Linked DNA regions of Anas platyrhynchos: region 1 is linked to region 2. The links are chromatin contacts, called in public Hi-C maps. All regions are on one chromosome and are shown on one strand. The core of a region is the stretch at or near the end of the contact, and the rest is flanking DNA. Distances in the headings are between cores, read along the strand shown. Region 1 has its middle 14 kb from the start of PAFAH1B1. Region 2 overlaps PAFAH1B1 (platelet activating factor acetylhydrolase 1b regulatory subunit 1).

The links. A called contact is a pair of places that touch in the nucleus more often than the background predicts.
Region 1: a contact with region 2 is called in a Hi-C map of liver, with 2.3 times the contacts expected there. The contact joins two enhancer-like sites. A contact is called at or near these places in 3 of 8 Hi-C or Micro-C datasets (liver, skeletal muscle and subcutaneous adipose tissue).

What each region holds. Positions count from the first base shown.
Region 1 is chr20:748,613-752,126 of IASCAAS_PekinDuck_T2T, forward strand. No RefSeq gene overlaps it. Among named protein-coding and RNA genes, the nearest start is that of PAFAH1B1, 14 kb to the left of the region's middle. Within about 2 kb of position 2,074, at least 8 of the 8 cell types and tissues checked have an H3K27ac peak or open chromatin away from gene starts, as enhancers often do.
Region 2 is chr20:709,279-712,903 of IASCAAS_PekinDuck_T2T, forward strand. PAFAH1B1 (platelet activating factor acetylhydrolase 1b regulatory subunit 1) reads right to left here. Exons shown (of 11, transcript XM_027472459.3): 8 at 3,481-3,625; 9 at 1,992-2,093; 10 at 1,197-1,353. Among named protein-coding and RNA genes, the nearest start is that of PAFAH1B1, 25 kb to the right of the region's middle. Within about 2 kb of position 1,598, at least 3 of the 8 cell types and tissues checked have an H3K27ac peak or open chromatin away from gene starts, as enhancers often do.

The DNA of each region.
Region 1 (3,514 bases), core at 824-3,323, 40 kb after region 2:
TATTTTATTTTATTTTACTTTATTTTATTTTATTTTATTTTACTTGCTTGTTTATAAGCAATAAAGCTGTCTAAATATTCTGGATGTCTCCACTATTCTTCTTTTACAGCACCTAAGAGCAGGACTGTGCCACACTAGGAATGTTCTGTCCGTATTGGAAAGAAACTGCCCAGTTCATTTAACTCCTGAACCGTGTTTGAGTACTAACCCACCTAAGGAAATGCGAGCTAAGTCTGATGCTGGTGTTATGGCACAGGTGGAACTCACTTGACTATGCTTGAATTACTTGGCAAGAAATTGTCCTCCACTCAGCCCTCATGAAGAATTTTAGATATAAGGGCAGTTTTTGAGCTCTGCTTTTTCTACTGTTTCAACATTTGGTAAAAGCAATTGTATTTCAAAGGCTTTTTTCACTTCAGTGGATTTTGTAGGGTGCTTTGTGTTAAACAAACACTACTAAAAGGGTCTACTGCCCCCTCTCAGCTTGAAATCAGTTACAGATTTTCCATAGATTTTAAGGGAAATACGGATTTAAATTTATTATTATTATGTGGGTATAATCATAGATTTACTAAGAAAGCTCTGGAAAACAACCAGAATTTGTGAGATGGGATAGCCCAATGAATCCGATAGTTCAGACAGTCCTCTGGCTGTCAGATGTAGTTGTTCTCCACGTTGGTGACTGGCCAGAGGTCCCTGCACGAAGTGGTCTTTTATTAGGCCTTGTTTGTCCTCCATAGGAGTGGAGCTAAAATTGAAAACATTTGAAGTCTTTTCCACTCCTTAGCAATCAGTTTGAGACAAGCAAGTAGAGAAAATTCATGTCAGTTTTGTACACATATTGTGAAAAAATAGAGATTTTCAATTTTTAGTATCTTGCGTGCTATTTTGAAAATGAGGGAAAGGAGAGTGTTTAAAAATTCAGCTTTCTTTAAGCTCCTCTCACAGTCTGAAAATAGCATTCCACCTTTAGGCTGCCGGTTAGGGCAAGATAAACAGTTATGAATGAAGCACGCTGACTGGCCAAAAGTGAGATAATAGTTTGTAGGAATAGGTCTATATATAGCTCGAAGGGTACAGCAGTCTGAACTGCAGTATCCAGTGACTCACGAACGGTGTGCTCACGGTACAGTCTTGTCTGAAATCTCAGCACTGCTGCTGCAGTGAGCGTGAATGAAAAACTCGTACAAAGAACAGGCTGCAGGGTTTTGTGGCTGTACCTAGGCAGCTACAATTAATAACTCAAACCTCAGTTCCACAGGGCAGGTATCAGATTCGTCACAGCTGACTGCTTCCTTGTGGACTGGTACAAGAGGAGGGCTGTAAGAAGAGTTGGTTACATCACACAAATACCAGCTCGTATGGAGAGTAGGTGGTTGTCTCACCTGGCAGATGCAATAATGAAGGCGAGTGTTCATTTCCAGCTCTCAAAGGCTTGATTCAGATCATGCAATGCCGCTATGTAGGAGATTTCTCAGTGATAGGACAGGAATAGCAGTTTTGATGTATAATTCCTTGAAATTAACAAAAACACCCCAATATTTTGGGGTGAAAGAGTCAGTAACTGGTCTGTTATTGTCCAGAGTTGACTCCGAGTAGCCCCATGACCTTGCATTAGCCTCTCGCCAGTTTCCATAGATGCAAAACGGAGCTAACAATGCCTAATTACCCACTTCATCTTCTAAAAAGGGTTAAGGCTGGGGGCGCTATGACCATTTAATTACCCTTTTTAATGAGCTCTGCAAATAAGTGACTAGGAACTGGTATTGCTGGCGTAAATCATGCAGCGGCCGGACGCGGTGGGCGCGGGCGGGCTGCCGAGGCTGGGCACTGCTGGAGGAAGAGCAGAGGCCGGCCCAGGCTCAGCACCCAGGCCCAGCACCCAGCGCCCAGTGCCCAGGCCCAGTGCCCAGGCCCAGGCCCAGGCCCAGTGCCCAGCTCCCAGGCCCAGCAGCCATCCCTGCTCCCAGGCCCTCTCCCAGGCCGGCTGCCTCTCTCTGGAAGGCGAGCAGCCTGCGCCTGCTGAGCGCGCTGCCAAGCTCCTTGCATCATCCGCTCTCCTCCCCCTCTCCCCACCACAGCTGTGGCAGCAACAAGGGGAGGAGTGTGTCTCTCTGTGGCGTTTCCACCCGTTTGATCCCTCTCAGGCAATCACGTGGAGGTGGGGTTTCTGCCTCGCTTACGTGTCTGTGTTTTGAAATCAGCCTCTCGTGCAGCCGCCCCGCAGCCAGCACGCCGCCGGCCGCCCCGTACCACGCAGCTGTGTAGCAGCGGTGACTGCCATAACTACCTGTGGCTCACGTTCCTCAGACACTGCCCGCAAACAGCAAGGACGCAGGCACCCCACTCGCCTCCCGACACCCGCTGCCCACCTTGCCCCCCGCCCGCCGGCCGTACGCAGGGAGGGAGATGTTCAGTGCGAGGGAGCTTGGAGGGAGAAAGGCTTTCTCAGGTCAAGTTTCTGCTTGTCGGTGGCAGGACGCAGGCTCCCAGTTCAGGGCTTGGCAGCGCTGCCTGGTGCTGCTGCCCCTGCCACCCACCCATGGGGCACCCAGGGGTGCCCAGCGCTCCTGCCCCTGCCTGCAGCGTGCTCGTGCAGCTCCCCCAGCAGAGCTGGGGACACCCACAATCTGCAGGGTGCACAGAGAGCAAGCCGGGCAATTGTAGTCCTGACATTCATTTATTATGAAAAAAAAAAATAACGAGTTCTTCGTGCTGGCTAGGTCCAGAAACGCCATTGTCTTTTCTTCGAGCGTTTGTGAAATATCCAGGGATCAGGACTCTGTGCCGCCTTCTTGTATCTCAATGTAGCTGCTGTTAGAACGCTGCCATCAGAAGGGGCTTTTCTTCGGCTTCCTGAGGGCAGTCAGTGAGCGCAGTGGTATGCACGGATGGAGACAGTGCCCAAAGAGGGGAGAGGAGGGAAGATGAAGAAAGGAGTGGTCAGCTTTACGTATTTCAAAACAAAAAGTCCGAGATAAGTCCAGAGATTTTTTTGCCATTTTAGTTGTCTTCAATCTCTATTGATGTTTTTTTTTTTTTTTTTTTACCAGCATTGTTCAGCTAGGGAGTATTTACATTTGTTTATTTTGATTTTAGAGTGTTGATGAACAGCATGTGAAAGAAACAAACCCAAATGAGTTCAAAGATATTATCACTTTGTCATTAATGTACTTTGAGGCTTTTTTTTTATCAACAATCTCACATTCTCAGATGCCACTGGCAAAGCTGCTGAGGGAACATACAATTGGAACGCAGACTGTAATTGAGCCCAGCCAGGTGCCATCAGGGGTGTCACATAACCCGGCTCTAAATGTCTGTAACACGGGAGAGGCTGGTTTGTAGGTTTGTTTGTTGTTTATGACAAGAAGATGGGAGTCTTCTCCATGTCCTAGGAGCCTCTCCTGCCCCTCTGTTCTCTGATGGCTAGAAACCCTGCCAGCAGACAGGTGACCATCTCCTGGTTAGGCAAAGGGAGTGCTTTACAAGACTTTTTAAGGGTAAAACTAACAAT
Region 2 (3,625 bases), core at 348-2,847:
CTGGTGAAGGGTCTAGAGAATAAATCTTCTGAGGAGTGACTGAGGGAGCTGGGGCTGTTTAACTTGGAGAGATGTTTCAGGGGAGACGTTATCACACTCTCCAGTTACCTTACAGCAAGCTATAAGCAAGGTGGGGATTGGTCTCTTCTTCCAAGCACAAAGTGAAAGACGAAGAGCAATCGGCTTTGAAATGCACCAAGGGATGTTTAGGTTGGATATTTGGAAAAATATTCTTCACTGAAAGGGTTGTGAAGTATTGGAACAGACTGCCCAGGGAAGAAGTTCAGTTACCATCCCCAAAAGTCTTCAAAAACCATGTACATGTACTACGCAGTGACATGGTTTAATGGTGGACTTGGCAGTGCTAGATTAAAGGATGGACCAGATGATCTTAAGAGGTCTTTTCCAACCTAAATGATTCTATGATTCAAAACACCTCATTGTACAGAAAAGGTTCAGCAAATCAATCCACAAACTGAAGCAGACAATTCCAAGGATCTAACGTTAACACTAATGTTCTTTAACTTTTCTTTAGCCCTTGTTCATCAGCTGTTTTCAATAAATTAAGAGTGCAGTTGAGTAAGAAACTCTGCATCTTGATGAGAACGGATAGTTTTATTAGAAATCCTTAGTAGCCAATTCCAGGTCTGCTGCTAACCTAGCACAAAAAGCTTTAATGAAGAAACTAGAAACTGGCCAAGGAGCACAGAGAAAGAAACAATACAGAAGATTCCAGAGTAAAGCTAGTTTTGTTGAGTGAGGAGTGTTTTTGCTAGGGTAGGGGGGAACTGACATCTATTAAGTTCTGGTAATGCCGAACTAGAATGCCCAGTAATTAAAATTAACATTATTTCCTGACTCTTTTACCTTGTCCCCTGCATTTTTTGTTGTTGGCGAGCATTTGCAATACAGCTCTGCCCCAAATCCCTGCACACTCAGCAATGAAGGGTTCCAGAACACCTTGACAGTTAACGTCTTTGTCCAACGTGCAACACCGGTAACAGAAGAGCAAAAACTCCTAACACTCTAAATTCCTATCTGTCCTTATATGACTAAGATACGTATAGCACAAAACTTCACTGGAATTCCAAAATGTGAATGCCTAGCTTGGTACTCAACTTCAACTGGTAAAGATGTAGAAAAATTTGTATCTCTGGTTCTGAATGTCTCAGTGAGTACTGTGGAACAATACATACCCAAAGAGGTAACAAAGTGTTCGTGCGCATTGAGGGTTTTCATGCATCGTTTGTTCTTGAAGTCCCAGACACGTAGAGTCTTGTCATCAGCACAGCTCAAAATAAACTTTCCCCCAGAATGGAACAGAACGCCACGTACCCAGTTATCATGGCCCACCTTAAGCACAGAGACATTAGTAAGCAGATGCATGTTTTAAGCTGAATGCTCTACAATTTATGCTATGGCAAACTGAGCAACTCTTTGCTCTGTCCCTGCAAGATCATTTATTTTTCTAAAACCTGTAAGAATTTGAAGTTTATCTTCAGTTTCTATTATTACATTTATTATATCAGCACTATCAACAATGTGGGTTCCTGTCCTTGAAAGCAAACAAACAGCAGTTCTCATGTGACCTCCACCGATCCTGCTCCCCACCCCAAGTGCTGACATCTAGGCCAACCTGAACACAGGCTGGAAAACAACAGCCCAGAGCCCACAGGAAGACCACCACATTGAAAGAATGACATTCCACTGAAGACAAAATTCAGCTGATTATCAGCATTTCCACTGGCAAATCAAGCTACTCATTATAACAACTACACCACCACGCTCCCGCATTTATACTACCTATTTTGAAACTCTTAGTATTTCTCAGCAACAAGAGCTGAAATACAGAAGCCATTAAAACTGTCTATTTCCAGTGTGTGCCTTATTACAACAACTTTGTCTTTTTTACAAAAAAAAGAAAATTCACTACATTAAAGTTGGAGTTAAGTACACAGCTATCATCACCAGAAAAACACCAATAAACTTACAAGTGTCATAAGGCACATGCCAGTGCTAATGTCCCACATCTTAATGGTCTTGTCTCTGGATCCAGACAGCAGAAAAGGCCCAGGCTTGCCACTCTTCTTAGTCTGCAGAAAATTATGTTTTAAGTTATGGCATATACAGGGGGGAAAGAAGAGGTAGAAAGCAGATCCTTTGAGTGCTATTTCTTAGAAAAATTAGATTATATGACAACTTACAACTAATAAACACACAACGCTAAAGCTAGGATTTGCAGGCATTTTGTTGCTAATACTAGGAGAAACAAGCAAAAAATGAAATGAATTAATCTGTTGAAAGAATTATGTGTCCTGCTCATATACCGAAAATACTTTGAATCCAAACTTGCCTACTGCAAGACATGGAATACAGTGGTAGGTGCGGTTCAAGTAGAGTCACACATCTCCAGACAAACGAGTATGAAGTTCAGACATACCTGTGTGTCCTCATTCTTCATAAAAAGTAATGACGCAAGCCTAAGAGTTTTTTGAAAGTCCCTACTCTGAGCTTATTGCCAATTGATATCAAGCAAAGTATGAATGAGACTTAATTCTCAGAACATGAAATGCTTCAATTGTGAATGTCAGATTAACTTGCTTCTTGCTCAAAGTTAAGTACTGCAATGTGACTATAAAGCTGATCAGACCAGCAGAGGGCAGTGGAGACACCACTTCAGATAATCATCACTGCAAGAGGAAGTGAACATTTGGAGTTTAGCTTTAATTACTCTTAATTAAAAGATTATAAGAATCTTTTAAGGATGCAAGTAAAATTTGACTGAAATAATCTGTAAGATCTATCAGCAGACAAGTTCCTGCCTTCAGTGTAGCTGCTTTTCTCCTGGGGTATTCAGGTTCGTTATGGGCAGGGTAGAAATGTTTGTTCTGTTCATTAAACTAGAAATAAAAGTCAATTCCTTCTACACTTTGTCATCTTTAACAGGAAAATTTTTGCTGACCTTTAGTAAGCCTTTCTTAAAGATTTAATAGCCAAACGAGAGAATATGTATCCATGATCACACGAATGCTGATTTTTTTTTTTAAAGGATGTTTTTTCATATCATTAACTCTGCACACTATGAAACTGAGGTCAAAGCTTAATTCAAATGCAATAACATTTTCAATTACATCCTAGGTAGCTTCATTTCTAACTTGCTACTACTTCCCCTACACATTTCATTTGCCTAGGATCCTTACAAACTTCATGTTATGGTAGATAAGCTACCTTCCACGTTTCTTTGTGAAGGTATGTGAACGCTGTTCCACTCTCAACCTCAGAAATAGCCTCGCTAAACTTCACTTTCGTTAGCGCACCTTACTGCTAAAAGCACAAAAGCACTGAACCTATGAAGCCAAGAGGAGGGATTAATGTACACCAAGTATAACCAGCAAAAAGCCTCATATACCTGCTGTACCTGCCAAGTATTTTGAGAACAAAGCTTAGTACGTTCGTGTTTGTTAGCATTGGAAACGTTACCTCTGATCCCGTAGCTTCTGATATGGTGGAGTATGAGCTCTCAGGAGCCCAGGAAATGCATTCTACCACATGCTCATGTTCTCGGAGCTCAGCTTTGCATTCCTTTGTCGCTACCACCCAAACACGCACTGTCTGGTCATTAGAA